Regions from separate parts of the Mus musculus genome. Here all the other regions are linked to region 5. Evidence: chromatin contacts called from public ChIA-PET, HiChIP or PLAC-seq, Micro-C and promoter capture Hi-C data. All regions are on one chromosome and are shown on one strand. The core of a region is the stretch at or near the end of the contact, and the rest is flanking DNA. Distances in the headings are between cores, read along the strand shown. Region 1 holds the start of Capn10 (calpain 10). Region 2 holds the start of Ube2f (ubiquitin-conjugating enzyme E2F (putative)). Region 3 holds the start of Dusp28 (dual specificity phosphatase 28). Region 4 holds the start of Per2 (period circadian clock 2). Region 5 holds the start of Hdac4 (histone deacetylase 4). Region 6 holds the start of Erfe (erythroferrone). Region 7 holds the start of Ilkap (integrin-linked kinase-associated serine/threonine phosphatase 2C).

Region 1 (3,178 bases), core at 501-3,000, 750 kb after region 5:
CTGGCTTCAAGAGCAAGGCTACTGTCTTAGTCAGGGTTTTTATTCTTGCACAAAACATCATGACCAAGAAGCAAGTTGGGGAGGAAAGGGTTTATTCGGCTTACACTTCCACATTGCTGTTCATCACCAAAGGAAGTCAGGACTGGAACTCAAGCAGGTCAGGAAGCAGGAGCTGATGCAGAGGCCATGGAGGGATGTCACTTACTGGCTTGTCTTCCCCCATTCTGCAGGCCTAGGCTGTCTAGTCAGCACCGGCTGCCTTCCTGTCTGTGCTGGCTAGTTTTATGTCAACTGGACACAGTCATCAGAGAGTGAAAAAAAAATGCCTCCATAAGATCCAGCTGCAAGGCATTTTCCTAATTGGTGATCAATGGGGGAGGGCCAGCCCATTGTAAGTGGCACCATCTCTGGTCCTGGTTCTATAAGAAAGCAGGAAAGGAGCCAGGAAATAGCGCCCCTCCTTATGGAAAGCGCCATAGGTGAGCAGAATAAACCCTTTCCTCCCCAAGTTGCTTTGGTCATGATGTTTCGTCACAGCAACGGTAACACTAAGCAGCTTTTCCTTCCAGATTCTGGAGGTCAGGCTCTGCCCGTGGCCCAGCCCTGGATATGGATGCGGCCTTCAGGAGCCGTTCTCCTGAGCTAACCACTCATATGAGACTTCTGGGGGTGAACCAGTTTGCATAACTCTTGAGTCGCGGATAACTTGTCACAATTACTCAAGACTTCCTGGAAAACCGAGTCCAGGCTCTTAATGATTCAACTATAGTGCAGCTTTCAGCCCACCAGTCAGTCCCCTGAGTCGAAATTAAGTACTAAATGAAAAAGCATCCCAAAGAGATGTTGGGCTATGTGGCTACTCCTTTTTTTTTTTTTTTTTTTTTTTTAAATAACCTCAATAAAGAGTTAAGTGTCTTGCACCTCAAATCATGGCGCTGAAGCCTAGTGGAGCCAAGGTAACTGTGTCATGCCACAGCAGTAATTGCTGCTGATGCAGGAGCAGCCCAGCCTCTCACTGGGAGAAGGAGCAACTGTCTAGACTCTGAAGCAGCAGGTTATGGGTAAAAGCTTGGCCTGGTTGTTCCTCTTTAGGCAACGGGTACTTGATCTACTTAACTGCACAAACCGCATTTCCTCTGACTACCTTTTATCCAAGACTGAGAAAAAGGGGCCCAGAGGAGGGAAAAAATATCAGAGCAGCCCTAATAGGTGGCAAACTGCAGTCTACAAGGTGTGAAGCCTCGTCGTCTCCCTTCCTGTCTATGAAGCTTCTAGTCTTGATGAAATACATTTGGAGAAGACACAGAGAACAGTCCTTGGCTGATTTGTGTCCTTCCTGGGACCTGGAAGAGTAGGCACCAGAAGGAGAGTGTCCTGTCCCTGACCTCCTCATGGCATCGAATAATCGTGGAGCCGCAAGTCCACGTCCTGGTCACCATCCAGTCTACAAAACCATAGCCAGGCCATTTAAGGCTTCAAGGAATGCTCCAGCCGCATTCCCTGGCCGCTTAGGATCCAGAGCGTCTGAAGCCCAATCGTTTTGAGACAAATGCCCGACCCCGGCAAGTTTCAACCCCAGTGACACCTCTGCCTCCCCAGAACAACGCAACCACCACCGCGACGGAAGGATAACAACGCGATTCGCTGAGCCACTTCCTCACTGGCTCTTTCAGAAGACAGGGAGGAACCACCGCTTTGCCAAGTTCCTGCCTCACACCGGAAGGAGCGAAGCACGCTGGGAAGTAGACAACGCCTGTGATCAGCGACGTATGCTGGGAACGGCGCTGCATGCTGGGATAGCATTGACAAAGCGATCTAAACCAAAGTGACTTTTCAGCTTCCTGTGGTCACTGAGACTTCGATTTCAAGTGGCTACAGCTGCGTTGTCCCGAGCACTAAAGCATACGGACATCAGGCTAGCACTGCCCAGTTAGAAACGCGGGGACCACGCCCTCGTGCGAGAGCAGAACCTACCAGTCCTGCACGGTTCTGCGCTGCAGCTCGTGCGTGATTAGGCAGCTCTGTCATATGACGCAAGCACGGCTCCTGGTTGGCTCCAGCCGGGTTACCTAGACAACGGAGCTTGCGGCGCTAGGCTGCTCTGCACCAGTAGGTCTCCCGGGCTAAGCAAACACGGTTTGCAGTGAAGGCCGCGCACTCGCTCCCGGGCGGCGACCGAGTCCACGGGCCGCAGATGGGAGCCCAGGGCGCCGAAGATGCGGGCGGTCCGGGCCGAGACGCCGGCGCGGGAGCTCTTCCGGGACGCGGCATTCCCCGCCTCGGACTCCTCGCTCTTTTACAACTTGTCCACGCCTCTGGCCCAGTTTCGGGAGGACATCACTTGGAGACGACCCCAGGTGCAGCAGGGTCTCTTGCCTGGGCGGGTGTTGTGGATATGTTTCTCACGGAGATGGACCCCGGGGTTAGCAGGACCTCGCCTTCAAGCCTATTCAGAAAAGGTGATAGCCAGCCCTGAGAATTCAAATGAGGAGGACAGAAGCAATCGAAAGGCTTGTCTTTTAGATGTTATCTTGGGGTTTCTACTAAAATACACTCCTACCCAAAGTCAGGTAGTAGGGAGCTGTTTTGATATTAAGGGATTAGAAGCAGTATTTCCAGCACCATCCCACCACCTAAGTTTTGTCGGGTGTAATTCAGCGCAATCTTTCTTGGCTTTGCACTTTGCTCTACATTTCTTCTAGTAGCTTTAGGGTATGAACACCAAAAGGTAGCACAGAACACGGGGAGCGTTGTGCTTAACAACTGGGAAAACCTAAGGAGCTGCTTTTCAGGGCTCCCTTAAATGGCACAGGCAGGTGGAACTATGTATTGTTATTTTAGCGTCCATGCATGCAACTCACAACAGTGTTACCCCTCATAGCCAGAAAGGGCTGTGGTAGGAGGGCTTTGGTTTTTTTGGTTTTTTTGGTTGGTTTTTTTTTTTTTTTTTTTTTTTTTTTTTTGCCTTGTTGCAGCTTAAATGGATGGATTGTTCAAGCCTAGTGTTTTTGTTGGTGTTTTTTAGACGTGGCTTATCAGCAGAAAGACTACTGGGGGACAGCCTGTCCCACATGCATGTAGTGCTAACAGTGACAGCTGGCAGGGTTCCAGGCCTTGTGCTGCCTGCTTGGCACAGTGGTGTTGATAAGCATCCTGGCTTTCTTGAGCAACACTGAGA
Region 2 (2,842 bases), core at 175-2,674, 930 kb before region 5:
CCATCTCTTCTGTGTTTGCAACCTCCCTTAGATCAAAAGCCTTATTTGTTTGTTTATTGAGACAGGATCTCACTATGTAGCTCAGGTTGCCCAGGAATTCACTATGTAGACCAGTCTGGCAGGTCTGCCTCTGCTTCCCCAAATGCTAGAATTAAAGCCGTGTACCACTAGGCCTGGCTGCCTTTTACCCTTTCTATCTGTGCAGGAGTGTGTATCTGATGGAAGCTTGAGCGTGTGTAGCCATGTGCCACATGGGGTGGTCAAAGGATAACTTTCTTCCACTTTTTTGTTTGTTTGTGTTTACAGGATCTCATTGAGTAACCTTGGCTTGTTTGGAACTCTATGTTATCTAGGCTGGCCTCCAACTCCTATGTGCAACCCAGCTCTGCGGGGGATCTCTTCCCCTCAATGGAAGTCAGGGTACTTGGTCCTAATCTGAGGACTCCTCTGCCTCACATCTTCCCGAGTTTGGAAACAGGTCCTCATGCTGACAAACGCTTTACTCCCTGAACCCAAGTGCCTCATTTCAAAAGAAATCTTAGGGTCTAGGGTGTGGGGGGAGGGGGGAGACGGGGGGGGGGGGGAGGCGGGGGGAGGGGGCGGGTAGCTCAAAGGTAGTGCTTTGCATGTGAGACCTCCTGAGATTCATTCCCCAGAATTGCTAAGAAAATCACTGGAAACCTGACGCTCCTTGTTCTTTTCCACAGAAAATATCCTCTTTCCAAGGCCCTACCTCTCTAGGAGTCTTGCCGAATTCTCTCCCAAAGTAGGCTATCTCCAGTCCCACAGGGACTGAGAATGCATACCACACGAGCTGCAAGTAGGATGCTGCACATGGAACCCCAAGGCCTCAGGAGGTAGGGTCTCTCTACATATCTCTGGCTGTCCTGGAATTCACTATGTAGACCAGGCCTTCCTCTTGTCTCTGAGCGCCGGGACTGAGGTATGCGCCGGAACTCCCGGCCTGAAGTAGATTTTTAAAAGTGCATATAGGAATATGAGAAATTAAAAAAATAAGGAGCAGGAAGAGTGTCCTCACACCCAGCAGCCACCTCTAACTATCCCATGGCCTTAACGCAGCTGCAAACCGGTCGGATTCTTTGCGTTCAGGAATGGTGCCGGGCACAGGAACTTAGCTCCACCAGCAGGCACTGCACTAGTACGATATTCCTAGGGAAGCAAGCCGCTAAATGAATGGAAACAAACCGGAAGGCCGCTAGGCGGTCGGGGATGCTTGCGCTTCGGTGACCAATCAGCAAAGGTCTTGACACATGGCCCACCCTCAGGCCGTGCTCTTCACCAATGAACGAGGGCCGACTAGTTGACCTGTGTATGTCCTGTGACTGTCCACGAGTGGAGCTGCCAATAAAGTTCTTTTGTAGCTTTGAATTTTTTTTTTAAAGTGCCCACTGCGGTCACGGCGCAGTCCCCGCCCCGCCACTTCCGGTCTCGCCGCCGGGAGCCGGTGCGGCTGTGAAGGCCAGCGCGACTCAGTGCCGCTGCTCCGCCGGGCATGGTTTTGGGTGCCGGCTCGCCTCGCCTGACTCGCGGTGCTCAGGTAAGCTGGTCGCGCGGGCTGGACTGAGGCCGAGGCTCCTGTCGCCGAGCGCCAGGCCGGACCGCGAGGTCGGCGGCTGACGGGAAGCGCTGGGCGGGCAGCGAGCCCCGGCGGCTCTAGAGGGCCGGGCCGAGGCGGACCCCGTGCCGCCGCCCGCAAGGTCACGGTGCGGAGCTCGGGCCGTCCGGGAGGCCGAGGCCGAGGCCGCGGCGGGGAGGCCGCTGCCCCTGAAGGGAAGCGGGAGGTGGACGCGGCCCGCCACGGCGACGGCGGGGAGGAGGGGCGGCCGGCCCGCCTGGCCCGGTTCGGTCCCTGACCCGGTTCCGCGGCGTGTCACCCGGGGTGTGGCCTTCTCCTCGGCCGGCTCAGTTTCCTCCGTCTCCGGTGGGCATTGGACCCACTCCTCGGCGCTGCCGGTGGGTTGGAGTTGCTGGGGAAGGCTTCCCGGAGGGGCTCTTGGCCTGTGGGTAAAAATCTGCTCTCCTTAAGAACCTAGTCGGGCTTGGCGGTGAAGGGAAAGAGGGCATCCCAAGACCTGGTTATCAGATTGAACCGAAGGTTCCAGAAATGAGCAGGGTGGTGTTGAAAAACAGTGAGGTGGCTGGGCCTGGTGCCGAGGCTTCCTAGCTGTTTGGGCCGAATGTGGGGAGCTGGGCAGTAGGCAGAGTCATAGGAAATTAAGGATAGTGATTGTGGGGAGCTTCAGGAACAGAATTAACAGGAGTACCTGGACAAAATTAACTTGATATTCAGTACCCAAAATCAAAGATGAGCTCCAGAAGTGGTCAGTCAGTAAGCCTGGCAGGTTAGATACCCTTGGACACTCATGCTGTACGGTTTAAGTCCCGATCTGTTTCTTTCAGCTTGGAAGGTTAAACGGCCCTAGTGGCCCCTAGTTCTCTTAAATGGCTTAGATTGGAGCTGTCAGTGAGGAGTTAGCCTCACTGTGAGCCAACTGGCCCTGCATAGGTCACACCAGCCTGATTTCAGCACAGCACATAGGAATGCTGAATAAACATGACTTGATGAGACTGGTAAATAACAAGTTGCAGTCCTCTTTGGATGCCCTAAAAGTTGGTCCCACCCAGAGGAGGAACTAACTGGGCCAAATACAACTTGTGGAGTTGGAAACTGAGCATGCTGTTCAGAATAGCTGATCGGTTCCCAAAATACTGCCTTAGTCACAGTGTGATTTTCGAGCAAAGGGAAGTTTGGGTCAAAGTGGGGTTTTCCAGAGGTGGGACGTGTTGAGGAGGGAACGAGAATTCTGAGGCAGCTTCTACC
Region 3 (3,243 bases), core at 271-2,770, 730 kb after region 5:
CACTGGATACGACAGAAAGGGCTTTCAAACCCCTCCTCATTCCCATTAGCTCAATCCCATTCCTGAGGCCATCTGTGGTGGTCTGAGTAAGAATGCCTCCCACAGACTCATGATTGAATGATGGATTGCCAGTTGATGGAACTGTCTGAAAAGGATGAGGTGTGGCCTGGTTGGGAAAGTATGTCACTGGGGGAGTGGGGCTTGTGGTCAAAAGCACTCCGAATTCCCAGTTAGCTAGTGGGAGTTCTCAAGCAATTTGGAGCAACCTGAAGCCACGTTGCCAACCCTGGCCATTCATACTTAACTCAGTCCCTTTGAGGTTAGAACCATTTTCTGACCACATATTGCTTTCCTGTCCCAGTAAAGTCAAGTCAGTTCCTTCCTTAGGAGGTCAAAAAGGTAAGATAGTTGCTGGTAAGGCCTCCTCCACCTGGGCGGGCAGCCAGGCAGACCTGGATGCACAAGAGGAGGAGCAGACTACAGTCATGATCTGGGCATCACCAAGACCTAGTAGTAGGGAGAGAGAGAGTAGTCATATTTTTTTCATTTTGGCAAGATTACTGAAGATTGGCTAGTGGGGAATGTAAGGAGTAATTGAAACTGACTTCTAGTTGCAAATCATAGCCATGAAAGTGAAACCAAAAGTTTTCACTATTATAACAAAATTGAAACTGAAATTAACTAAATATCTAGGGCTGTGAGATGGTGAAACTTCACAAAAACTATCCTCTAAAATCCTGGACATCAGAAAAAAAAAATTGACTCTCATAGACACTGTTTCTATTTCTAATTTTTAAAATTATTTTGTGAGTGCTTGTGTAAATGAAAGCCCCCCCCCCCCCCCCCCCGTGTAGGTCAGAAGACAACTTGCAAGAGTTGTGGGTTCCAGGAATAGAAACAGGGGTCATGAAGCTTAGCAACAGTTGTTGCTTTCACCCACGGAGTCAACTCCACAGACTCACTAAATATTCTAAATAGCCTTTGGGAAGTCACAGTACTGACCCAAACAACTAACGATTAAGTTTAAAAGAAAAATAAAAGACTGGTCAATGAAGACACAAATTCAGTGGTAGTTTTATTGTATATGAACCTTTTTTGTTTATTTGTTTCTTTATTTTTCGAGACAGGGTTTCTCTGTATAGCCCTGGCTGTCCTGGAACTCACTTTGTAGACCAGGCCTGCCTCTGCCTCCTGGGATTAAAGTGCTGGGATTAAAGGCGTGCACCACCACGTCCGGTTATGAACCATGTTTTACAAAGAAAAAAATTGAGGGAGCCAAGGGGCGATTTACTAGAAAGCATTTAACGAAAGGGAATAGAGCTGCAACTGACCTGTGGCCTGCTGTCCTGGGCAAAGGGCCAACCCCTTGACCCTCACCAAAGAGGCTAGTCACCCGTCTAGACCAAGGCATGACAGGGCCTCCCTGTCCTGCAGCCAAATCGCCAGCTGCCGGCCCTGCCCACTGTCAATTTAGCCAATCCTGAGCCGAGGACAGGAAAGGCTCCGCCCAACGAGCTGGTGAGGTCGCCTCCTAGAGGCAACCCCGCAACTCGCGGCCCCTAGATGGCCCTAGGGTCGCAGGGGTTATGGGCACCTCGGAGGCTGCACCGCCGCCTTTCGCGCGCGTCGCCCCCGCGCTCTTCATCGGGAATGCGCGAGCCGCGGGTGCGACGGAGCTGCTGGTGCGCGCGGGCATCACTTTGTGCGTCAATGTCTCCCGCCAGCAGCCCGGGCCGCGCGCGCCCGGAGTGGCGGAACTACGCGTACCCGTGTTCGACGACCCAGCTGAGGACCTGCTGACACACCTGGAGCCCACCTGTGCCGCCATGGAAGCCGCGGTGCGCGACGGCGGCTCCTGTCTCGTGTACTGCAAGAACGGCCGCAGTCGCTCAGCCGCCGTCTGCACCGCCTACCTAATGCGGCACCGCGGCCACAGCCTGGATCGCGCCTTCCAGGTGCGAGCGTCCAGGGGCGGGTCTTCCGGGGCGGGTTCCAAGTGGTTCTTCCGGGGCGGGCTCCACCCTTCACACGCGGGGCGGAGCCTCTGCACCCTGTACTGTCCATCGAGTCTCTCACCGCAGCTCTCTTGATTACAGATGGTGAAGAGCGCCCGCCCGGTAGCCGAGCCCAATTTGGGGTTCTGGGCTCAGCTGCAGAAGTACGAGCAGACCCTTCAGGCCCAGGCCATCCTGCCCCGGGAGCCCATTGATCCGGAGTAAGCCGACTGTTCGGCTGCTGGGTGACCAAGCGTCTATACTGAAAGGAAGTGTCCCTTCCCTCCTTTTTCTATTAGGCAGCTGGCTTTGGGTGTTGCCCCATCTTGATGGTAGTACAGGAACGTCTACTGAGTAGGAGGACTTCGTTTATTCATCATGTTTGGACCAAATCCAAACCAGCACGTTTTAGGTAGAGAAATTGAGTGAAGGATAGTCTGGGAAGCCTACGAACGGTTGATAGCGAGTGATAGATCAGAGTCCTAGCTGCCTACTCCAAGGGAGTGCCTGGGTTTGTAGGCAGAACCTATCTGTCTCCTGAACTTCTGGTCCCTTAGAAATGAACATAGAGTCTCCCAGCAGGAGCTCATGGGCCCACCTTTGGCTTACAGCTGCTGTGCCATGGAAGGGAGGCCGTGCAGACTGCAGCTGAGCGACTGCGGCCGCCTACCTCCCACCTCGTTTCTTAACCTGTATCAACATCAACGCCTGACCTAGCGTTGCCAAGCTACCATTATGTCCTGTGCGCTATCTTCCCCAGCTGGTTGGCAGGCCCATCAGTTGCCACCTTGTGTTGATTGCTCTTGTAGTTCAGACACAGCCTCTCTTAGACATCTGCTTCCATCAGAGCCCTGCAAATGTAGCCACGATTTAAAGTAGTAGTGGGTGGAAAACAAAGAACCTGGGCTCCGTGTGTAAATTACAGAGGTGTGTCCACTGGTTGTTTAATCGGTGAATAAATAAGTGAATAAAACCCCCGAGTTGCTCTTTATGGTTTCCCTGTTCTACTCCCTGTTCCTGTGGAGCCTGAGCGGTTAGTCAGCATCAACTTCTTGCAGGTCATAGTCTGTCACCACCCAACACCCTGTTTTGTCCCCTGAAGAGCCTAAAGGGTTTGGTCATATCTGCTTCTATGTGTAAAGACATATTGGGTCCTCAGGTGGAGGGCTCTCCCTTAGAATAAAGAATAAAGGCATCTTACTTAGCAGAACTCAATGTTAAGGGGATGTGAGGTACACAGTTTGTGGTC
Region 4 (3,277 bases), core at 446-2,945, 720 kb before region 5:
CTAGTTCATTTAAGCACAGCAGCTACGTCTCACACAGGGACGTTATGTGACACCAGCAGGGTTTCACAAACTTCTCACATCTTAGTTAGGCAGGTGCCTGAGAAAAGGGTCTGCAGATACAGAACTCCAAACGTGCACAGGGCCAGATCTCAGAGACTGTCTCAGATGAGGAAACTGGAGCCCAGGGTAAGCCGAGGTACCCAGTAGCTGCCAGCTGGCTGATGCAGGGCTCCCTCATTGCTCAGTACTCCAGCCTCCACACACAGCCTGAGCTGCGCCACTTATGTACCAATGAATCACACCAAGATGACAGTGACAGATAACTGCAGCCACCCACAGTACCATTCCATTCGGGCACACTGTACAGCTACCATTAAAATAAAGGAGTCCCTGGCTTTCTTAGATTCCAACAACGTACACAAAGTGGTGCTTTCCATATCTTAAAACACACACACACACACACACAAAACCGACTTTTTTAAATTAAAGCCTTGAGGCAGACAGACTCTGGTTATCAGACGAATCCGACCTAGACTCCAGAGACTAAGACAGAGTGGACATGCTTCCCTTCAGGTTTGCACCTCTGGTAAGCATGTGGACCAAGGAGGAGAAACAGATCCTGAGACTGCCAGGCCTGGTTTTTACAGTGGTACAGCTTGCCAGCCTGTGGCTGTGCCTCTTCAAGCTAGGGGTTACCCTGGATGATTTCCAGGGAGCCTTCTGGCTCCCTTGTTCCGTATGAATCAGCTTTCCAAACTGGTTCCTTGTGTATACGTTACAGAAACCCTGGCAACCAGGGTTCTTGCAGAAGAAGCAGGCCACCGCCCACCTCTTGGTCCATGTCTGTGCTTGGCAGCCAAGGTATGTCTCAAAGGATGACGATGTGACTGCTCCAGCTTAAGAGTGGACCTCTCCCCCCTCTCCTGACATACTCCCAGTCCATCTGGAGACAGGAAATACTGGCGTGGAGGATGCCACGGAAATCAAAGTGGGTGGACAAAGTGGTCTCCCTGACATAGGGGCGGGGAGGGGCAGGTGTGGCTTGGCACTGGGTATTTCTCTGTTTAACCCCTTTCCCACCGCTGGGAGTCAGTGCCTACCAGTGGTCCTTCCCCCAGGGCCAGACTTGACTCTCTGAACTCATAGCAGGAAGCCAGCTCCTTAGGGGACCCTCTGGACCCATCCTAGGAACAGTTTGCACTGACCCTGGCTTCCTTGGACAGCACCATGGGAGTCGGCGTGCTCAGTCTGGTGTCGTGATCACTCAATGTCTCTGTGTCCTCGGACAAGATGCCTAACTAATCTCTCCGACCTCAGTGCCTAACCTGAGAAATGGGGACAGCAGTGTGAACCTGGAAAAGGGTCACCGCGCAGTTCCATCTACATTCTGCCGAGTTGCAGCCGTTTGCACAGTCGGCAACTCCTGGCTCAGGACCCCAGCTCCAGCTGTCCGAGCCGCCGGTTACGTAAGACGACCACGGCCGTCCAGGTCCGCGCCACCGCCCAGCACCGCGCCACCGCCCAGCGCCGCGCCACTCACCGCTTCGCCGCGTCAACCCGCGCGTCTGTCCCTTGCTCGGCCCGTCACTTGGTGCGCTCGGCCTGCGCCGCAGCCGCCCGGAGCCGCTAGTCCCAGTAGCGCCGCTGCCGCCGCGTCGCCCTCCGCTGTCACATAGTGGAAAACGTGACCGCGCGCGCTGAGCCCGCCCCTGCGCGCGCCATTGGTCGGAGTGCCACCTCATTTGCATACTGGCGGGGCGGAACCTGAGAGCTACGCTCATCAATTGGTGGAGACGCCCGTCGCTCTCTTTACATAAGACGCACATGGAACTCCATGTTCGCCGCCCGGGTTCCTCAATGAAGATGCTGCGCGCTCTTGCGCCCCCCCGCGCCCGGGCGAGTAGGCTCGTCCACTTCCGGCCTGCGGGACTTCCATTCACCTGGCACGGCGGTGGCCCGCTCGTGCAGCCCCGGAGTGGCGCGTACCACTGCGGCGCGGGGGAATGGTGCTTGGCCGCTGCGCAACTCACAGCCGGCAGAGACCAGGGCCACCGGCCTATCACCTGCGACGACGTGACCAGCCTCGGTAATCCGAAGGACCGAGAATGCTCTCTGCTGACACCTTTCGCTCATCCAGCCCAGTTCATTCATTTCCCCTCTCATTCATTCATGGCGAGACGCTTGAGGGCAAATAGGACGGCCCCTCTGGATCTGCTGCTGAGCACCTTCCCAGGACAGGCTGGGTGACCCTAGGACAGGCCCCCCAGGCTGACCGTCATTCCAGATGGGCCAAAGCACAAAACTCCCACTTAGCCTTTCTTGTTTCTGAAACTGCGTGTTGCTAGTTAGTGTTGATTCAGGAAATAAGGTCATAATTGCCGTGCAGAGATACAAAGGAAAGAAGTGATTTCTTCCTGCCCTCAATCACATAGGGAGAGAAGACTGACGTTCTACAGGGAAGCTTAACCAAATGCGGTGGTGTAGTTTATTAACCTTACAGGAACTATGGAAGCGGGGTGTGCATCTGGAACAGCAGGGCTTTTCTGAAGTGGAAGCTACAGACACTAGCTAGTCAGGGGAGGGTACTCCTCCAGTGATAGGACAGCCCTGCCCCTGTGGAACCTTGGTTGAAGCTATTTGGTTCTTTCAAGAGCACTGTCTGGAAGCCTACTAAAGCGTTCAGGCTCCTGTCCAAAGGGTCAAAGGAGGGAGTAGAAGTTTCCTCGGAGCGGGTTTGAGGCTGACAGAGAACAACCTAAAGACTCATGCAAGGTGTGATGGAGAAGGCAAGCTTGTCACGTCTTCCAAGGGTAAAAAGGTCATTTGTCATTGCCAGGGAACTTGAAGCCTAGTAGCATCCACTACTCTGAATCTTCCCCTGGGGTGTCCTAGGAACCAGGAATGGAAAGGAGGCAAACATTAGCAACAGAAGTCTGCTAACAAACTGAGCTGCTGGTGTACACAGCCGGCTAACCCACATTCAAGAATTCCGTGTGGGAGCTACTTCTTTCTGTCTGCCTGGCAGGACAGGCATGCAATTCCTCAGATGCAGATGGGGGCAGAGACTAAGTTCATTTCAGCAGCCCTTTCCAAAGAAGCCCTGGGAAGCCAGATGTTGACTCACACTGCAGGGGGCAGGGCAGCACCTCTGGTTCCTCTGACACTGACACCTCACCACACTCCCCAACACACACAAACACTGAGCAGAGCTGGGCCAAGCTGCACCCTGCACACACCCAAAGGGCCTTTTGTTTCCTCGCTTACATTGACGGCAATG
Region 5 (2,976 bases), core at 234-2,733:
AAACTCCATCCTGATGAAACTTCTAACTGGGTGGCATTTTGCATTTCCAATTATAATGGAGTAATTGTGTTGCCATAGTGACTGCAAAATTCTGCAATAACTTTTGCTGCCTTGTAACTGCTATAGTGTATATTTGTGTACAAGCAGCTGAGTTTTCTTAATTCAACCTCCTTGCCTCTCCACAAGCACTACACCTACCTACACCACCACCACCACCATCACCTTCTTTCTGGGTGGATTTTGAAACCACTACACTAGCTTTCATCAAGCCGGTCCTGAAATAATGCACGGAATTATCAGAAGCAATTAAAACTCCTGGCAACCTCGATCATATCACGGAGGAAAAACCGAAACCAGGTCAAGGTGCAAGCCGCCAGCATCCCCCTAGCCCCAAAGTGCGACAGGGCCATGGCTGTTTACACGTTAATACTCGCAGGCCTTAAATGCTTAGGTGGTTTGTGGGAACAGACAGAAAAGCCTGAGCAGAGAAAAGCAGGGAGGCAAAGTGACTACACAGGCCTTTCCTTCCTCCCCGGGCAGGCAGAGTGGCTCTCGGAAAGCAATTAGGTAGGTCTCTACAGTAATGCAATTAGGATTTAGTTAAGAAAGTCATTAGTTCTAAAATAACTTAAGTTTAATTTCTGCGACGCTTTATTTGAAAATCGTGTCACAGCAGGTCAATTTACAGCATGCAATAACCAAAACACTGCTATCAGCGGCTGCAAGTTATTAACAAATTCTCGGTGTGCATTAAAGGAGAACACGGGTTCCACACCCGGCCTTTCCGACCGACTCCCGCTGTGTGAGCTACAAGCTGTGCCTTCGGAACCCTCGCTCAGGGTGGACACCGGTCGTCTCCGGGGCTAGCGCAGCTCCTCGCCAGCCCAGCGACGGTCCGGGCCCGGCCGCGGCCCCCGCCCCGCCGCCCGCCGCCGCCGAGGGGCGTTTTCTGCAAACTCACAGGCTGACAAAGTTACATAAACGCCCCGGCCCCCGCCCCCGCGCGCCCACCTGCCCGCCCGCCGGCGCAGGCCGCTCTCCCGCCCGCCAGCCCGCGGCGCAGGGCCCCGAGGCCTCGGCGGGGCCGGGCGTCCACCTGCCGCCAGCAACCGGGCGGCGCGGACAATGACGGCCGGTGGCTTACCGCGGCGGCGGCGGGCCGCGTCTAGCCCTGCTCCGGCGCTCCGAGCCGCATCTCCTCAGCCTGCGCCGCCGCCGGCGGGCGGGCGGGCTCGGGCGGCGACGGCGACAGCAGCCGCGTTGAGCGGGCCGGGCGTGAGGCGGCGCGGCGGCGGCGGCGCGAGCAGGCGCGCGGGCTCGGGCTCGGGCGGCGGCGGGGATGGTGCTCCGCGGCAGCGGCCCCACAACCTCCCCTCCTCATTCACAAAAAATTGACCCACGTTGAACCATGATGCTGCTCCCCCTCGAGCGCAGAGCCGCGCGGGGATAGGCCGCGCCCTACGCCCGTCAGGCGCCCCAGCCCCGCCCCTCCCGTCGGCGGCCCACCAGCCATTGGCTACAACGGCTTTGCGTCACCTCCCCCCGTGGGCGCCGCCCCCTGCCTGGTTTCTAATGAAGAAAGCGTCAATTACGGCTCGGCCCCGCCTCCAAGAATTCAGCCGCCCTTCCATTGGTCCGAGAGTCCTAAGTCCGCCCCACAATAGCCCAACAGCCAGCCCCGCTTCGCGGGCGCTGCGAAGGGGCTCCGCCTTCGTCCGCCCTTCTCAAAAGTTCCAAACCCCATTGGCTCCCAGCATTGTCAATTCTAATGAGCGGGGCGTACCGAAGACTCTCCAGGCGCCCGCTCTGAGAGCTTTTGCTGTTTTAGAAAGAGCAGGGAGCTGGTGCGCGAACTGATTGAAGCCGTGGACAGACCTCCTTGGCAGCCCGCGGCGCTGCCCGGGTCAATACAGTGTGCCTGAGCGCCTGTCTCATGCTCTAAGGGGGCGCGGAAGAGCACAGACTAAGGCGAGGGCCCGGCCGGGCCTGGCGGCAACCTCCATCTTAGGCAAGGCACAGATCACGTGGGCTGCGTGCGGGGGACGCCGAGCCCAGAGGGAGTGCGCAGGCGCGGCGGGCCCCGCCCTGCCCCGGGGCAGGCGCGCCGCTTGGGGGTGCGGCTGTGACTGTGGGGCCTTGCGTGGCCGTGGGAACTGGGGGTTCTGGGACCGCTGCTGTTGCGGAGGTGTATTCTTGGTTCGCCGCCACGGCGTCCCGGTTTGTTGGGACCACCCCTTCTCTGAGGTTCTTCTAGACCTGGGCCAAGCGCCTATAATTGGCGTTCACGAATGTGGATGGGCGTGAAAGGCCATCCTTCTGGCTCCCTTGGGTCCATTTCCTTTCATCAGGAGAGTAGTGCAATTTCTCATCCTGTGTCCATGATATTTCCAGAATCCCACATCCAAAACGAAGACAAGAGCATCTGGTCCACCCTACATGGCCTGACCTAGGATGCTGACCTATTTACTAGGCCTTGCCTGATAGGAGTTGAGTAGAGATTTAATAGCATTTTTGTTCCATGACTGGGGGAAAATTGAAGGTAAAACAATTCGCAAGAAGCAATAGATTCTTTTCATTATCTCAAGGTAATACTGAGTTAGAAAGCTTCATTCACTGGGAGAAATTCATACTCTAGGATAGCTCAGCTGTGAAGCCAAGGGATGAATTGTGGAATAGAAAAGAGCAGAAGAAAATGACCGCACTTAGGAGTGCTAGTGCAGCTGCTTATAGAAAAGTACACTACCAAATTTACATACAAAATAATGCAGGATCTGCAGCCTGCTAACATTTAGATGAAACATGAAGTTCAGAAGTACTTGAAAGGATAAAGACATGCAATAATCACAGATTTGGTGAGTACTGAGTAAAGACAACCCTAAACAAAAGTGCCATGAGAAAGTGCTGGAATATAATCTTAGATGCAGTTACTCTGAAATGATATGGTTCGGTTCCAGGGTCGGGGGAGTATTGCTCTGT
Region 6 (3,188 bases), core at 668-3,167, 810 kb before region 5:
GAAACCTCAAGTCCACCCTACAAGGCAGCACCTCCTAATCCTTCTAATCCTTTCAAACAGTTCTATTCCCGATGACTAAGCATTCTAATATATGGGCCTATGGCAGCCATTGTTACTTAGACCACCACACCCTAGGAGCACTCAGAGCCCATAGGAGCACTCAAGGCCTACAGAGCTGCTGACTGCAAGACATGGTACCTGGGCCTGGATATGCCTTGGTTTGGGGACTCCTTGATTCTCCCAAGGTCTATCCCTCATTTTCCTCCTTTGTATGTTAGGGACAGTCACGTGATCCGAGTACTGATGGTCCATCCACGTTCAAGGCATACATAGCTAACGACACCACTGCTAGCTGCAGGTACTCTTGAGGCCGCACAGCCAGTCAGCCTCAGGCAGGCTCCCACTGTCTTTGAGTAAAGGGAAGATTTCATGCCCATGACCTCATCAGCCTACAGCCTTCCTTTGAAGAAAGAGGGACACGGAGAAAGCTTGGCTCATTGAACTGCCGGGAAGCTGGGTCAAGGCCATGACATGAGGTCCCAGGAATGAGGATTAGATTTCTGCCATGCAAGAAGGCACAGGGAGGTCACTCGCTGCTCTCCTGCCGGGCCCGACTCACTCAGAATGTTCACTCAGACCCAGGCACCACCACACTCAAGGGTCCCACTTCTGAATCAGAGATGCCACTCCTTTGAGGCTGTGGACCCTATGCTTAGCGCCCTGTGAGCTTTGCCATGCACTCCTGTCCTCCTGAGGACCTTGCTTTCAAACAGGACCCTGCAAACATGCGGGAACCTTTCCTGAATGGCTAGAGCTCTGGGGCTATGCGCCTGAACTGGACCGCGTCATTACCTTGAGCTAGGGTCCAGGAAGCCATGCCAGTACCAGAACTATTTGGATCTGGGCCCTCTGGAAGAACCCATGACATCACTAGGACAGTCCGTTGTTTGGGAAAATAACTACTTTCACATGGCAACAGATCTGGTTGTCAGCGCTCCAGCTGGGGCCCTCACTGTGAACAGAGCAGGGTCACTTGATATCTTAGGGTCATGCTTCCCAAATCAAGTCCCTTCTTTGGACTCCCTCTTCTAGCCTTTAAGGGCACCTGGACGCACACAATTTAAGATTAAAACAAATCAAGCAAGCAAGCAAACAAAGGAAAAAACAAAAAACAAAACAAAACAAAACAAAACAAAAAAAGAAACAAAGAAACCCAGGTGTGCTGCTTTATCTACAGCCAATGTAATGACAGCAGCTCAAGGCAGCTAGGCCTGCCTCTCTGGAGGAGAACCACCCAGAAAAGGCCTCCTCGCAGTTCATCCTTTAGGATTTGCCACATCTGTCCTGGTTGAATGCTCCGTGGTGGGCAGTGGGCAGCAGTCTGAGCTCCATCTGCCTGGCTTAGGACATCAGAGGGATCCGACCTTTCAGCCAGACTGGGTCAGTTCTCTGTAGCTGCTAGTAGCAGACTCCGTAGCTGGAGCCTGAGAGGTGCCAGCTGTGCAGATACATCCGGGGTGGGGAAGAGCAGGGAAACCTTAAAAGTGCTCCAGGTTCCCCAGCTTGAAAAGGAGGAGCCATAAGGGCTGCCATATTCTCAGGTACTCAACTTGTCATTAAGGCCTGGAACCATGAGAAAAGAAGAGACCCGGGGCGGGGGGAGGTCCTAAGAAGACGTGCAGAATGGTGCAGTGGGTGTCCTTAGAGAAAGGGGGGGGTGTCTTAGAAAGCCTCGGGTGCAGGGCTAGGAGAAGAGAAGCTAACCCTGGGCTACAGGCAGCAAAGTGGAGGCGTGCACGGACCGGATCGGGCGCCCGCCTCCTCAGGGTCCCCTGTGCCTGCAGAGCGTGCCCTAGCCGCGAGGGGGCGACGGCAGCGAGGGCGGCGCGCGCGAGGCGGGGGATTCAAGCGCGTTATAAGGCGCCGACCTGACCAGCCGTGCTCTTTACTGCCGCCGCCGCCGCCAGCATGGCCTCGACCCGCCGCCCCGTCGGAGCTCGCACGCTGCTCGCCTGCGCCAGCCTACTCGCCGCCATGGGCCTCGGTGTCCCTGAGTCCGCGGAGCCCGTGGGGACTCATGCACGCCCGCAGCCGCCCGGGGCCGAGCTGCCCGCCCCGCCAGCCAACAGCCCGCCGGTAAGACGCAGCCGCGCCCCACATCTTCCTGTCCCGGGGGGCCCTAAGACGGTGGGGAAGGTGGCACCCCTTGCTGCGCAGTGTCCAACACTGGGGATACGTCGCTCTCAGGGGCTCTGTGAGACCCAGGGTTGGGTGGATGCGTCCTCTGTACCGTGGCTTTGGCGGCAGAACTCCACTAGGCCAGTAGGAGAGATTGGGAAAGGTGTGAAATGCAGTTAACTTGCTCCTCGTGAAACTGGAAGACTGGTGAGAGAGCGGGGCTCCCAGATCTAGTTCCTTTTTGTTAGGTGACTGCGTCTGGGAAAGGAGTGATGTAACCAGGCTCTGCCTGCGATCCCTCCCAAGATCTCCACCTGAACTGCTGGGGTGGAGACGCAGGCTGGGGAGGGTGTGGCTAGAGGCCTGGGGAGGGTGGATTGGTAGCCTTCATTGGAGCTGGTCAGTCCTGTTGGTGAGAGTTCAGGGAAGAATTTCAGGGTCTAGTTGATCGCTCATGCTGTGGGCCAGGCACAAGGAAACCCCAGGCCAGCGCGCTCTTCAGTTCTCAGCACCCCAGGGGCCAACAAAACATCCACTAAGACAGCTGGAGATGGTTACAATACCTCCCTCTGCAAGGCATCCCTGGGTCCTTCCACCATCCCATTTCTGCCTCCTTTGGTGGGAGTAAACATGTCCTTGTTGTCTGAAGCCTCCCCCTGACCCCCAGCCATCAGCCTTCAAAACTTTCATGAGGTCCAGACATAGTCACCAGGAAGTGGGGAGTAGGCTGGACCTTCCCAGTGGAATGTTGGCCTTGAACCCTCTTTGGGAGGGGCAAGGTGTCACCAGTTCCCTGATAGCTGGAACCCAGCTCCCACTCCAACTCCTGGGGCCCCTGACCAACATGGCTCCATGTATTTTCGGTGCTGCCCTCAAGTTGACAGTGGTGCGAGTCTGTACACAGGCCACCGGTCCCCTGGAAGGGTCAGTACACCTGTTCTGACCTATAATGGAAGCACTGCACTGTGAGTGTCCACTGAGGGCATCAGACAGCAAGAAGCATAGAAGCC
Region 7 (2,958 bases), core at 325-2,824, 780 kb before region 5:
CATAACAACCAACACCATTTACTAAAGCAAAGTATGGTGTCGGAACATGGTCTGAGAATGGAGTCCTGTGAGGAGAATTCTAAGTGCCTGTGAGAAAACAAGACAAGAGTCTTGTGACCTCAGTTTCTTCAAAACACATAATTATTCTTGGAATGTGTTTTTGTGTCTCCCCCACCCCCTGTAGTGGATAGGAGTGAGTTTATTTCAGATTACTCAATATGTTTGGGGGGGAGAGGGGGAGAGAGGGAGGGAGGGAAGGGGCATGGGGAACGCATGTATCTGCTAAGTCCCAAGTTGAGTTTAAGGTTTTAGGTCATGTCAAGAGAGCCTTGACCACGGAGAAGACCCAAAATAACTTTGGATAAAAAGCAATAGGGACTACTAATGATGACAGATTTCTAGGCACATCTGGCAATCCAAACTCTGGTCCGAGCACATTCAGACACAGGTTATACTCCAGTGACAGATGCAAGGCTGCCTGTATGAGGCCAGCTTTACTCACAACTGTAACGGTGGTTATCTTCAAAAAGCATGGCTGAATCAAACTCAGTCTCAAGGCCTAGTTACTTAGAAGCTTCTGTACCATCAGAGTGGTTGGTGGGGGTACGTAACGGTGCCACTACCAGGAACAACTGCAAAAAGAGGACACTACAAAGCATCTCAGGAGTCTGGAGGTGCGCAGGTTAAAAACCAAAGCACAGGTGTGAAGAGGACAGGTCAATACCTTCTCATAACCCCAAGCTCCAGCATTCTTCCATGCTAGCCCGTCCCGCTCTGCCAAGCTGGAGATCTGAGCCCTCCCACTTTTGAACATTGTTTCCTTGCCTAGAATCTCTGGAAACCATCAGCCGAAGCCCTCGCTAAAGGCCGCCTCCTTCCCAGGTCTTTCTCACTAGTCTTCGGGTACCGTTACTCCGGACGCTTGGCGTTTCCCACGGTTTTTAACCTATGCCTCTGCGATCAGAACTGAACTCTCTGAAGGCAAAGGCTGGGTCCTCTTCACCTTCCTATTCCGTGCCAAAGACCTTCCCAAAACGTGGGCTGCAGACGCCACCCCCCATCCCCGGCCTCGGTTATCTAGCCGTAGCGCCCTGCATTGGCTGTGCAGGCGCCCCGCACCAAGGGGCTGGAAGTCGGAAACTTGTTAAGTTCTCGGGGTTTCCAGGACGCAAACAGGCCCGGGACCAGGACATTCCGCTGGGAGTCTTGCTGTAGCCAAATTAAAGCCAGAGTGCCCCGACCCTTCGGCGCGGGACTTCGTGCGTGTGCCACGCGAGGCCTGGACAGGGACCGCGCGGTCGCTGCGGCCTCGGGAGCCACAGGCCGAGACTGAGGCGGCGGTGGCGCGAAGATGGCGGAGGCAGCGCATCCCGGCGCCGCCCTTTTCCCCCGCGCCGCTTACCGGCAGATGGCCGCGGCGCGCGCTCGGGCTCCGGCAGGTCCCCGAAGAGGTCCATGGCGGCGGGGCAGTGGAGCGGAGGCTCCGCGCTACCCTGGGCGGCGGCGGCGGCGGCGGCGCCGTCACTCACCGCGGGAGACCCTGCCAATCGCGCGCCGCCCAGCCGCCGCCCCAGAGTGCTACGCGCGGGGGCGGGGCGGGGGTGGGCTGCGCAAGCGCACGGGCGCTCTTGGCCTGGGCATTAGGTCCCGTGATAAATTGTTATGGCGTTTCCCCGGAAAGAAGGGAGGAGTGGCGCCGAGCCTGACATCCAGACAGGCTTTTGGCCGGAGAGGCGGGTCTGCACCTGTCCACTGTTCCCTGTGTGACCGAGCAGGCAAAGCACCTTCTGACCGCCCGGGAGCAGGATGGCGCCCAGCGGGGTCTCAGCTGTCCCACTGGGATAGAGACCAGAAAAAAACACCATCACTGGCCAAGCCACAAAAGTGACAAACATCCCTCATCTCAGCCACCAAATTTATGACGCTTTACCAATTACAAAGTTGTGTTGTGTATTTTCCCTGGTCTCAGAAAAGAGCCACTCATGGAATTAATTCCTCTTCCTACCATACAATCCACAAAGACTTCACTTCCTTAAAGGTACCCAAATTTATTGACTACACACCCCAATCCTACCAGCCCTTTCCAACACCACCTTACCTGTTTTTTTTGTTTGTTGTTGTTTTTGGTTTTTTTGCCAGTGTTGTGTGGACTTCTTGGTGCAGTAGGTAACAAGTCATTGCTTCCTTGCAAATGTAGACCAGATATTCTCTAGCTGCAATAGGTGGATCCACCCAGCTGACCTCCAAGCCACTGTTTGAAGTTTTTACTGCACTCAGACAGAACTGTCTCTTCCTTGACAGATGTAGGATTTTGAAATAACAGCACTTTGTCTTTTGTCCATATATCTCATACACTTCTCAGCCCATCCCAACTTGATATCACTATGTTTTTAAAGCAGCTCTTGCTAAGTGTCTTAGGGTTTCCATTGCTGTGAACAGACTCCATGACCTAGGAAACTCTTATAAAAGACAACAATTGGGGCTAGCTTACAGGTTTAGAGATACAGTCCTTTATCATCATGGCAGGAAGCATGGCAGCATTCAAGTAGGCACGGCGTTGGAGGACCTGAGAGTTCTACATTTTCATCCAAAGGAAGCCAGGAGCAGACTTTCCTCAGGCAGGTAGGAGGAGGGTCTTGAAGCCCACCCCTAAAGTGACACACTTCCACCAATTAGATCACACCTCTTCCAACAAGGCCACACCTCCTAATAGTGCCACTCTGAGGGCCAAGCATATTCAAATCACCACACTAAACTTGATTTCCCACTCCTGCAAATAGACTCGTCGGCCACCATTCCACATGAATTCTGGCAGTGTTTGCCATGTGGCCTGTCTTTCCCTCATATGTATGGACATCTCTAATCATTACTCCATCTCTACCTGGTTTACAGCTCAACTTCTGGCTGCTAAATAAAATCTTTTGTGGAGACAAGAACTTGCTCAGTAGGCCAGGCTGG

Evidence for each region. Promoter capture Hi-C pulls out the DNA fragments that hold promoters and counts their contacts. Hi-C and Micro-C count contacts between places; a contact is called where the count stands out from the background. ChIA-PET counts read pairs in DNA pulled down with a chosen protein or histone mark. HiChIP or PLAC-seq counts read pairs in DNA pulled down with a chosen protein or histone mark.
Region 1: a contact with region 5 is called in an RNA polymerase II ChIA-PET map of memory CD8 T cells, with 15 read pairs. The contact joins the promoter of Capn10 here to the promoter of Hdac4 in region 5. A contact is called at or near these places in 6 of 39 promoter capture datasets (hippocampal neurons, liver, neutrophils and 2 more), 3 of 484 Hi-C or Micro-C datasets (the G1E-ER4 cell line, embryonic stem cells and regulatory T cells) and 2 of 115 datasets of contacts at active chromatin or transcription factors (extraembryonic endoderm stem cells and memory CD8 T cells).
Region 2: a contact with region 5 is called in a Micro-C map of embryonic stem cells, with 5 times the contacts expected there. The contact joins the promoter of Ube2f here to the promoter of Hdac4 in region 5. A contact is called at or near these places in 2 of 39 promoter capture datasets (cranial neural crest and liver), 2 of 484 Hi-C or Micro-C datasets (both in embryonic stem cells) and 2 of 115 datasets of contacts at active chromatin or transcription factors (memory CD8 T cells and pancreatic cancer cells).
Region 3: a Micro-C map of embryonic stem cells shows a contact between it and region 5, with 4 times the contacts expected there. The contact joins the promoter of Dusp28 here to the promoter of Hdac4 in region 5. A contact is called at or near these places in 3 of 39 promoter capture datasets (cranial neural crest, liver and pre-B cells), 10 of 484 Hi-C or Micro-C datasets (CD4 T cells, the G1E-ER4 cell line, embryonic stem cells and 3 more), 2 of 115 datasets of contacts at active chromatin or transcription factors (embryonic stem cells and memory CD8 T cells) and 1 of 9 other capture datasets (liver).
Region 4: a contact with region 5 is called in a promoter capture Hi-C map of pre-B cells, with 3 times the contacts expected there. The contact joins the promoter of Per2 here to the promoter of Hdac4 in region 5. A contact is called at or near these places in 14 of 39 promoter capture datasets (the 3T3-L1 cell line, 3T3-L1-derived adipocytes, the C10 cell line and 9 more).
Region 6: a contact with region 5 is called in an H3K27ac HiChIP or PLAC-seq map of large pre-B cells, with 4 times the contacts expected there. The contact joins the promoter of Erfe here to the promoter of Hdac4 in region 5. A contact is called at or near these places in 6 of 39 promoter capture datasets (cranial neural crest, hippocampal neurons, liver and 2 more) and 1 of 115 datasets of contacts at active chromatin or transcription factors (large pre-B cells).
Region 7: a Micro-C map of embryonic stem cells shows a contact between it and region 5, with 4 times the contacts expected there. The contact joins the promoter of Ilkap here to the promoter of Hdac4 in region 5. A contact is called at or near these places in 2 of 39 promoter capture datasets (liver and maxillary cranial neural crest), 3 of 484 Hi-C or Micro-C datasets (CD4 T cells and embryonic stem cells) and 2 of 115 datasets of contacts at active chromatin or transcription factors (astrocytes and pancreatic cancer cells).

What each region holds. Positions count from the first base shown.
Region 1 is chr1:92,932,658-92,935,835 of GRCm38.p6, forward strand. It overlaps Capn10 (calpain 10), which reads left to right and starts at 1,751. Exons shown (of 12, transcript NM_011796.2): 1 at 1,751-2,357. The coding sequence starts at 2,217. It overlaps 9430060I03Rik (RIKEN cDNA 9430060I03 gene), which reads right to left. Exons shown (of 2, transcript NR_015525.1): 2 at 869-2,446.
Region 2 is chr1:91,248,880-91,251,721 of GRCm38.p6, forward strand. Ube2f (ubiquitin-conjugating enzyme E2F (putative)) reads left to right here and starts at 1,425. Exons shown (of 10, transcript NM_026454.4): 1 at 1,425-1,558.
Region 3 is chr1:92,905,469-92,908,711 of GRCm38.p6, forward strand. It overlaps Dusp28 (dual specificity phosphatase 28), which reads left to right and starts at 1,521. Exons shown (of 2, transcript NM_175118.3): 1 at 1,521-1,955; 2 at 2,097-3,152. The coding sequence starts at 1,587. The coding sequence ends at 2,219. It overlaps 5033417F24Rik (RIKEN cDNA 5033417F24 gene), which reads right to left. Exons shown (of 2, transcript NR_138578.1): 2 at 2,910-3,243.
Region 4 is chr1:91,457,633-91,460,909 of GRCm38.p6, forward strand. It overlaps Per2 (period circadian clock 2), which reads right to left and starts at 1,696. Exons shown (of 23, transcript NM_011066.3): 1 at 1,541-1,696. It overlaps Gm35591 (a long non-coding RNA gene), which reads left to right. Exons shown (of 3, transcript XR_003948694.1): 3 at 1-138.
Region 5 is chr1:92,178,858-92,181,833 of GRCm38.p6, forward strand. Hdac4 (histone deacetylase 4) reads right to left here and starts at 1,484. Exons shown (of 27, transcript NM_207225.2): 1 at 1,401-1,484.
Region 6 is chr1:91,364,513-91,367,700 of GRCm38.p6, forward strand. Erfe (erythroferrone) reads left to right here and starts at 1,918. Exons shown (of 8, transcript NM_173395.2): 1 at 1,918-2,136. The coding sequence starts at 1,969.
Region 7 is chr1:91,397,249-91,400,206 of GRCm38.p6, forward strand. Ilkap (integrin-linked kinase-associated serine/threonine phosphatase 2C) reads right to left here and starts at 1,575. Exons shown (of 12, transcript NM_023343.3): 1 at 1,403-1,575. The coding sequence starts at 1,457.